Regions from separate parts of the Zea mays genome. Here region 2 is linked to region 1. A link is a contact called in public Hi-C data. All regions are on one chromosome and are shown on one strand. Each heading gives the region's core, a stretch centred on a gene start, on an enhancer-like site or on the middle of the called end of the contact. The rest is flanking DNA. Distances are from core to core; before and after follow the strand shown. Region 1 holds the start of LOC100276042. Region 2 holds the start of LOC100193235.

The links. Hi-C and Micro-C count contacts between places; a contact is called where the count stands out from the background.
Region 2: a contact with region 1 is called in a Hi-C map of ear, with 2.6 times the contacts expected there. The contact joins the promoter of LOC100193235 here to the promoter of LOC100276042 in region 1. A contact is called at or near these places in 4 of 25 Hi-C or Micro-C datasets (bundle sheath, ear, leaf and 1 more).

What each region holds. Positions count from the first base shown.
Region 1 is chr9:129,333,488-129,338,733 of Zm-B73-REFERENCE-NAM-5.0, forward strand. It overlaps LOC100276042, which reads right to left and starts at 2,009. Exons shown (of 4, transcript NM_001412696.1): 1 at 1,713-2,009. The coding sequence starts at 1,775. LOC100382287 (SPFH/Band 7/PHB domain-containing membrane-associated protein family) reads right to left here. Exons shown (of 9, transcript NM_001175037.1): 7 at 4,672-4,886; 8 at 4,463-4,571; 9 at 3,903-4,380. The coding sequence ends at 4,300.
Region 2 is chr9:129,724,082-129,728,964 of Zm-B73-REFERENCE-NAM-5.0, forward strand. LOC100193235 reads left to right here and starts at 3,536. Exons shown (of 10, transcript NM_001358687.1): 1 at 3,536-3,985; 2 at 4,394-4,612; 3 at 4,840-4,883. The coding sequence starts at 3,746. LOC103639060 (a long non-coding RNA gene) reads right to left here and starts at 3,241. Exons shown (of 11, transcript XR_002264985.2): 1 at 2,879-3,241; 2 at 2,192-2,231; 3 at 1,451-1,917; 4 at 1,020-1,191.

The DNA of each region.
Region 1 (5,246 bases), core at 759-3,258:
TTTTTTTAAAAAAAATATCTATATTAAATAAAAAGGGAAAGTGGATCTTATTATCTTACCCCTTTTCTAAATTTTGAAGTAGGGACCATAGATGTTCTAGACTTTCACACTAAGGGTTCCCGAGATCATCAGTTCATCACCAAATTGATTCACTCACACAAATGCTTGTGAGAACCTCTTTGTTCAAGACAAGAGAAAAGGAAATCCCAAATAAGTTTATCATAGGCTTTCTCAAAGTCCACTTTGAGCACTAGACCATCTTTCTTTTCACTCTAGTGTTATGCATGATTTCATGCATAGCCATTATTCTATCCAAAATAAACTGGTTATACGTCTATGATGAGACTCGCTTTGTCATCGCTACACAAACAAAGAACTCCAACTTGATCCAACATGATAAAAAAAGTTGGACCACCATGATAAAACACAGTAAAAACAAATCACTTTACTAAATAAGTTTAGAAGTGTCACCTTCACCACCAGCAGCAGCAGCACCAACAGAAAATTTTAGTCCCAAGCAAGTTGGGACAGGATAGAGTTAAAACCCAACAAAATCCACAAATCAAGGTTCGGGCACATGGATAGCATATAGTCGTTTTCCACAAGTCAAGTGTCACCTTCACCATCCAAAGAAAATTAAATCCACTGAAACAGCTGGTCATCTCGTTACAGTATAACCTAGTGAACTTTGCCACTGTTTGTTTCAGCTTTTTGGAGCTTCTGGCCACCAAAAGCTGCTGCGGACTGCCAAACGCTTAGCTTTTCAGTCAGCTTATATAAAATTCGTTTGGGTAAAAATCATTTAAAATCAACATAAACATATAATCGGTTGAGTCGTTGCAATAGTAGGAATCCATCACTTTCTAGATCCTGAGTCTTATGGACACCTTTATCTTCCTCCGCACGTAATCCTAATGATACTCAGATTCTCTATACAGCCAGATTCTCCGCACAGCTAGATTTTCAGAAAAGCTGGTCAGAAAAAAGTTGAACCAAACAAGCCCTTTGAAGGGTTATTCAACATGGCATTCACAAGGGTCAATGTCTGCAACTAAAAAAAGCAATGCAAGAACAAATGGGCACGAAGGGTCTGTTTGGTTGCAAGCTCAGCCGTCCGATTTCCTGTGCCTGGGTGCAGATGAATGTCTGGCTCCTGAGTTGCATTGCATGGCAGGACATGAACCAAAAAGGCCAAATCCTTTGTTCAGAAGGCTATGCTGTGTCTGGTCCATCCTCCATGCACCTTTGGAGGGCCTCTCTGGAATATTATTGTTCAAGTGCGTGCGGCCGGACTACTGCATATCAATTTTTGGAAACTTTTTTATAGACTTCTAGGGACCCTCTATGTAGTTGTAACAGAGTGTAGAAATTTTCCTAGACATGGCAATTAATATGCTAATGAACCTGTTAAGAAAAATGGGGTACCTATCCTCAATTTGGTCGGTCTGGGAGGAACTACTCACCAATCAATCGGACCCGCTCGATTCCAGAGCCAAACGACACTATGCACATCGATCGATTACCCTCTGTAGTCTCCTCCGTGCGCCGTTGTATTGTACCATATACTTTCATGTAGCAGGTGCTGCCTCAGCTAAAGATCGGATAGACTGGCCCCACTTCCCCCCTCGATCCCCCCACGAACCGGACCTACCAATTTCGCAACTTCGCTCAAAACACAACCTGAGTCCATCACGAGATCTCTCAGCGTTTACCTCCGTGATGACGGAGACCGCATCATCCTCGATCAAGCCCGCGACATCAGGGCCCCCCGCCATCTCTTCTGGGACCGAACTCCAGCCGCCCTGCCGACTGCCGAGATACCTCCACGCCTGTGCCGCACCTCAGGGATTACGTGGATGGAGCACCAAGGCGCGCCGCGATGCAGAGGCACGAGGGCCGCGGCGATGGCTGCCTGGTTGGCACTGATACGCGTTACGAGAGGAAAGATGCGACGCGAGGGGATAGGATAGGTAGTTCGGTACGCTAGATAGAGTGAAAAACTATCTTACTTAGGGGGTGTTTGGTTTCTAAGGACTAATTTTTAGTCCCTAGATTTTATTCAAATTTAGTTACAAAATTATCAAATATAGAAACTATAACTCTATTTTAGTTTCTATATTTGTCAATTTATATATTAAAATGGAACAAATTGAAGGGACTAAACATTAGTCCCTAGAAACCAAACACCCCCTTACTTAAAATGGTACGATCATTCACTCTTCACCTTATAGAGCTGATTTGGTGGTTAGGGATCCCTAAGGGATCCATGGGGGAGGAATCCCCTCGCAATTCAATTTTGAATAGCAAGAGGATTTCTTCCCCTCGGGATCCCCGGTCACCAAATCAGCCCATACGGGTATAGATATAACAAACGTAGCCATGTTACAACCGTACATTGTACTGTACAACAATATAAGCGACACATAGTTTTACTCGTTAAAAATGCATTTATACATACTATAATTAAACTCTGTATTGCCTAGAGAAGCACTACTCAGCTCATATATGCATACTCTAGCTCATATAGGTATAATAGACTTTAGTGCGAGCATGAGAAAAAATGAAGAGAATGTGAGTGACTCAACCTTCCTGCTCATTTTGTGCGAGGTGACTAGTTGAGGGATTAAATGACTAAAGTTTAGTCTCTATCCTATTTGGTTGCAGAGACTAGACATATTTAAAACATATTAAATGACTTATAAAAAGACTAAAATATTTCTTAACATTCTTTTGCTACTAGTGCAATTGAAAAAATAGAGGTAAAGGATAAAATTAATATGGTTGAATCCTTTTTAGTCACACTTTGAGGGATTAGTGACTAAAACAGTTTAGTTCTTGTTTTAGTTCCACCGTTTTAACTATTTAGGGAGAGACTAAAATAAAGAGATTAATATTTAGTCCCTCAAACCAAAACCAAATGGGTCTAACGCCACTCTATTCTCTATTGCTATAATTCTGCATAAAGACGTTATGTCACATCTACGAGCGAGCGTTGTTTGATTTTTATTGCTTAGCAATTTGATGCGTTTGATTATTAAATATATAATTTGAACCACCGGCTAACACTTAAGTAGAATAACTTGTGCTTAGCAGTTTTGTCTTATGTAGTTTTATTTTTAATAATGAAGCTATTACTTCTAAAATTTAAAAAAAAAATAGGACAAACATAATATCTAATTGTCAATTTTTTTGAAGAATTTTATAACTTTTAGATACCACTACATGACAAAAAACAGAAAAAGATAAAACTGTATCATTTAAATCAGTATCATGTCATCAAAACCATCAAAAAATTATTTTTTTGTTATTTTTTTGGTTTTATAAAATGAGGAGGTTAAACAATCAATTTTAAAGATGGGGTGATGAAGTAGACTACCCTCTAAAAGTTCGAGAGGTTATATAGAGCTTTTCCATTTAATATGGGCTATATATTTGTTTTGATATATTTATTTTTTATGGGTATTTTTTTGTAGGGAGACTACATCAAAGATTAGACTATCTTCAGCAACTTATACATTCTATTTTTTTTTATCACATATCATATGTGTTTTAAGTATGTGTTTTAAGTGACTATATATAAGTAACTTACGGGTCATGGTCTTTCCAGACCCTCACATGTCGCTCATCCGTTACACTGTTAGTATGACCTAACCTACTCCTACCAATATGATTTTGTCGCTCATCCGTTACACTGTTAGTAGGACCTAACCTACTCCAACCAATATGATTTTTGTTGTCTCAACACAAAAGTATTATACTAGTTTCTTAGTAAGCTTGTGTGGCAGGCCTATAAGACAGGAAAGGTAGAGGCGTACATCACATGAGAAATCTTTAAGTAGAAGCACCGAGTGTTCTGCAGTCGATCAGGTGGTGTGCAAGAAGCAGAAAAAAGAGACATAATTAAGTCAGGGAGCAAACTTGCACATTTATGATCGAGAAAACTTTGGCATCAGCAGTGCTACAAATTGTTCTGCCCATCAGTCAAAAATTATAACCCAGATCCTTTTCAAGAGATTACCTGGGTTTGGAGGCCAGCGGCCTTGACCATCAGTTTTGAAGACTACAGGATTTGCACTGGTTGCATCACTGTCGGTCACATGCGAATGCTCCAGGTGCCCTAATGCTGCTACTACACAAAACAAGCCAAAGATCTCATGACTGCTAATTTCATCTTCAAGAGGATCCTGATGACTCCTTTCTGGCTTACTAGTATACTGGACGGCTACACGGTAATCCTATCTACTGCGTGGGATCACACAAAAAAGAAAGACTTCTGCTTCCAACCCACGGAACCCGCGGCTACATTTCATAATGGTCCTTCCTAGGAACAGCATCAAGGTAATTCTTGAGCAACCTTTGATCCATGATCATGTTAGGAATCTGCAGAGTAGTTCACAGCTCAGCCCATGACTTGAGGAACCATTGAGAAAAAAAACAGTACATAGCAGGTCCGAGTCAATACCTTTTCACCAAAGAAAATCTTTGAGTTGTTGGCAATTGATTCAATGAACCTCAGCTCCAGATACTCAGGTGTCAGTTTGAGCCTATTTGCCTCTGCTTCCTTCAAAATCCTGGACAGACCAAACCAAATACAGTTAGTACGAAAAAAGAAAACAAGAGGCATGCACGGACAAAATGGATTTGAAAAGAATATGGCATTGCCATCCGTGCCTGTAGTAGTTTGCATCTGCTAGTGCTTTCTCTCGTGCCAGGTACATTTCATTATCAATCTTCTCCTGTCTCTTGGAACTGTCCTTCTCCATCAGCTTTTGCTCCATCAGGATCTTGCTCACCTGCGCGTTCTTCTCTGCTTCAGATAGCGCAATCTTCTTCTGTGTTTCTGCCTCCTTCTCTGCTACCTTTTGCTTCTCGATGGCGATCAGTGCCTACGTTGTACAGAATACACAAATTCAAGTAAAACACATGAGCAGATACAATGAATATTTGAGTTCTTTTAAGTACTAAATTAACACGAGCTCATGCATATGAATATGAACTATGTATTTTATCTTCAAGTATGAAGTTAGCCTCACAAATATGTCCATGGATATCATGGTTTGCATAATGTTGGATGATCTAAACATCACAGCTTTAACATGATGGCACAGGATAAGGAACGGAAGTTTATAGTAAAACCATAGCAAAAGATAAGGAATGGAAGTTTAATACTGAAGTACAACTAGGGCATCTATGCAGTCAGTTCCTTAAGAAGAAGTTCAGGAACCACCTTCTAAAGCTTGCAAACT
Region 2 (4,883 bases), core at 2,286-4,785, 390 kb after region 1:
AGTAAATTATTGTTGTTTTCTGACGTCATAACCATATATGCATGTTATATGGTGAATACTTGTTATATTCTGTTGTATTTTGTCAAACAGGTTAAATGTGTTTAATGTGTTGACCATAAATAATCAGGCTAATTTACCTTTTTATTTGGTCCAACACTGAATATTATAATTTTGCATCCTTAACACTTCATCTTCCCCTCTTCTTTTTAATTCAGCAATATTTGTACCTTTTCCTGATCTTGCAGAAAATTCTGAAGAAATTATATTATGCTTAGCCCTTGTTGTTAAACTGGATAGTGTGTTGCATAAACTTTACGAACAACAGAGGTTTCACAGCTCACTAATCAAGTTTATTTAACCACTATCATGTTATGTTAATTGTTCTTTTTATTTACTAGTAGCTGCCGCGCCCTTGGGCGCGCTTCATTATGTATCTAGGCTGTCCAGCAACGTACTCTATATTCATTCTTTATATCTGTTCTTTATAGTCTCCTCTAAATAATTTTATCCTTTATATCTCCTTCCTCTTCAACAACGTTCTCTAAATCACGTCCTCTATACTCAAATATCTATATTAGGAACATTTTTTATTTTTATTTTTTGTACATACATATTTACTCTTAAATGTATTGTACATATTTTAGTTTTGCTAAATCAGTTATTTAAAGTATTCAAATGGATAGAGAACCGTTTAGAGAAACTCTATATATAGAGAATCCAGCAGCGTCCTCTAAATTTAGAGGACCGTTTAGAGGACACTGCTGGAGAGCGTAGATGACTATTTGATCCTCTATATTTAGGATACAAAACTCTTTAGGGTCTCTTATTGGAGTTAGCCTTAAGTTAGTTTATAAGTGTTGTTAAAGCAGATAATACACGAATTGTATAAACATTACAGGAAATGTTTTAGATGATAATAAACGTACTTAATATATTAATATAGAAGAGAGCTATAGTAGTATTTAAATGTTGAAAAGAAAAAAAAAGAATATAGACACAGTAGTTGACACTTAACTTACTTTATATTCCGGAGAGGTCTAGTAAATTCCTATCATCATCATGACCACCAATCATGCCACCGAAATTGGAACCTTCGACCATCGTTCAACAGTCAAATGTCCTCCTTTTCTTTTCTGCAATTTAGCTTTCGCCCTGTTGTCTTCCGTACACTGCTTGGAGTTCCTTACACCGCTTGGAGGTAAAGATAGCCCGCACATGAAGAGTACATCAGAATTAAGAACTAAATTCTAGTTATTGCAAGCAGGTGTAAGCATGTAACCAGCGTTTAAAAGCTACATACTTTTTAGATTTAAAAACACAAGAAATTCATGAAACAGCTGCAGACACAGAAGCTACATCAAACCGACCAGTGGTGGAACGTCTGTCCTCAAAATACCTAGAAACCGACAAATTTGATTAAGAGCACAGCCAATGAGCATCCAAAACTCACCGCATGCAATAGTAGGACCGGTATGACTCCTCGATGACGACGACGGTAGCAGGATCCATCGTCGTGGTAGGAGGATGGGGGAGAGGGAGCGGCGGCTGGGAGCTTCTTGAGAGTTGAGACTGTGGTTGGAGAAGCTCCAGTGGCCCAGAGTCGCCAGATACGATGAGCCACCGGCTAGCATGTTGGCCAGGTCGCTGTGTAGCGTGTGAGGGAGTGCTCCTAATTTTACCAGTTGAATGAGATGAATGCGAACGGACGATAGGCAAGGGCCAGCGAAGACGACGGCAACTCGAGTCTGCCTCTTTTTTCCCCATGCGCTGGACCTCTCTAGAAGCAGCGTGAGTCTATGTAGGCAACATGCTGAGACCTCCGTGATCGTTGATGTTTCATCGCAGGGTCTATATTCTTTTTGCTAACGTGGGCAGGCTCAATGAGCTGCTATGCGTCGCGCTCTATTATAAAATTAGCTGCGATGGGAGAAAGGGATAAAGTAGTTAGTAAAAGATATTTATTATTATAGTTTCTATGGGTGCAGGAATGAATACCATTCATTATTTGTAGAAAGGACAAATTGATCTCAGTATAAATCGTACCATATAAAAAACGAACGGTGTGGATGTCTTTGTAATTGGAATAAGGGATATGCTAAATAGAAGAAATGATACAAGAATGCATAAAGCGGTACAAGGAATTTTAATATGTATTTAGATTTCATAAATGGGCAATAGTAAACCAGCTTACCTTTTACAGACTTTGATACTACAGAGGCTGCAAGAATCACCTGTGATACATAAACAGGAAAAAGATTCAATAGTCGTATTCTTATGGTATGAATACCAAGACAATAAATTATGCTCATCAATTATTTAATCGTAGCTGCCGTCTACTTTTGCTAAAAGAGAGTACGTACTCTGCGGAGGAAAAAGAAACAAAAATAATTCATCATAGTTGTTGTCTACTTTCGCTTAATTACTTAGAGAAAGGGTAGAGGATGGATCGGGTGCAATGTGAAGCCATACCATCTAAAACAACACCTTAGTATCTATTGACAAAATATAGTGATGACAAGAAACAACTAATTCCTTTTGTTCCAGAAAATGGTATTGACACGCATAAGTATAAAACCTATCTGTATAATGTTCGTGTACACTCCAACACCTACCTATGTATGAACATCTCAACTGACTAAACCAGCGTGAATTCATCGGTTCAAAATAAATCAGGGGCGCTCTGAGGTATCTGCAACATCATTGTTTCAAATTTGTGAGGTTATTCATGCCTAATTTTATAGCTTTGTGCATGATTTGGTTACACAAACTGGCCCAACCCGTGAACCACCAGCAAGCCTTCGCATATGCGCTTCCTTTCACGAGAAATCAGACTAAAACTGATGAGGTGAGACGAGATAAGGGGTGAGGCGGGGCTCACCTGATTCCAGACGGAGACGAGGGGTGGCGGGTTCCCGTTCCGGTGACGACATGGTTGACCTTGCGCGGGAGGAAGAGGAAGAGGGAACGATGTGAGTGCTGTCATCGGGCGTGCGACGGTTGCGTCTTCATCTTCCACGAGAGGATGGAGAAAGGGAGTGGAGGGCTTGGTTCTGTCGCTTGCAAGACCACGGCAGGGTCATGGTTGGTAGCGAGTGTCGCCGTCTTCTGCATCACCGCAGGCTTCAGCGGCGGCGTCGCGGCGTCGGCGGTGAGGACGCTCCGGCGCTGGCGCGACTTCCTCGTGGATGGGGTTCGGGTGACGGCGGCGTTGATAGGGTTTCGCGAGGTAGAATGTTGAGTTGCGATGCGGGGGAGCGCGGGTGGGTCGGGTTGGTCGCGAGCGGAGGGCGCAGTGCGTCGACGTTGGATCGAGTGTAAATGGCTAAGATTGCAGAACGGCAGAACGGCAGACTACTCTTACAGCCTTAATAGGTAGTAGAGATTCAGATTGCGCTATTGGGGATACTGATTTTCAAAAGCCCAGTGTTCGGGATATCACGGTTCCAAAAAAAACTCTCACCCACCTCCCTTCCGAAGCTTCCTTTCCCAATAATCTTCCGGACCTTCTCAAATCTCCACGGAGTGCTCGTTGGCCCCCGAAGCTCCCAGAACCTCCTCCTCCGCTTCTCTCCACTCTTCACGCCGCCACCGAGTTTATACACGCTTCGTCCCGTCCTGCCGCGCCCGTCTGTTCCATAGCATACCATTATTGTGATAAACCATCCAATCCAGAGTTCCATTCCATTCTGAATTGCTCCTCCCAGCTTCAGATAAACCATCGAGATTGTGCCGCCAGCGCCCCACCATGGCCGCCGCGCCGCCGCTGTCCGCCGACGTACTCTCCTTCCTAACCTCCGCCCCCGCCGCGCCGACGCCGGTCGTAGCCGCGGCGTGGGGCGCGGCGAGGGCGGGTCCTGTGAGGGGTAAGGCGGCACTAAGGACGACGAGAGGAGGAAGGGGCGGGGTGCTGGCTCCGCTGGTCGGGAGGAGGCCCCGCCGGACGCCGCTCTCGGTGCGCTGCAACGCCACCAGCCGGGACGGCAGGGTATGATATGAACCTGTTCCCCTCGCCTTCATTTTCGGTCCGATTTTGCTCACTTCTTTTTATCTTTTATTTTCATTAAAAGAAGATACTAGCATGTCCGGTTTTCAATTCCTATGTCACAGTCCTATAACAACCGATGCATTTATTTACGCCCCCATTTTTCATTAAATTTTCATAGCACTTTTACTACACTCCCGGTCCTAAAATACTAATGCACATGGGATATAGAAAATACTATTAATATTCGAATCCTCAAATAACTTTATTATGGAAAATAAATTACATGCTTGATACTTACTATTTATCATAAATATTACTACATTTTTTATTATTGAACTCCTTTGAAGAGCCAAGAAATTGCATTTTCCCCCTCTATATCTCACTCGTGGTTACCTATTTTGCTGACAGATTACACAACAAGAGTTCACTGAGATGGCGTGGCAAGCAATTGTCTCATCCCCCGAGGTGGCAAAGGAGAGCAAACACCAGATTGTGGAGACCGAACATCTGATGAAATCCCTGCTGGAGCAACGGAATGGCCTTGCCCGCCGTATCTTTTCTAAGGCAGGAGTTGACAATACAAGGCTTCTCGATGCCACAAAGAAATTCATCCAGAGGCAGCCTAAGGTGCTTCATGCTCAACACACTTAGATTCTGCTGATACCCAGATGCAGTTTGCTTTCACAAGAATAATGCATCTTGCTATGGACTAGGACTGATACGTCAGGAAACTGAAAATGTTTTTTGTTCATCGCAATAAAGTCCACTTCAATGTCTTTCTATATGTTGCTTTTAATTGAGCAAAAAATATATCTCCCGGTCATAGTTTTCTTATGTTCAGCTCAATGATTCAGGTATTAGGTGAAGAACCTGGATCTATGTTGGGGCGTGACTTAGA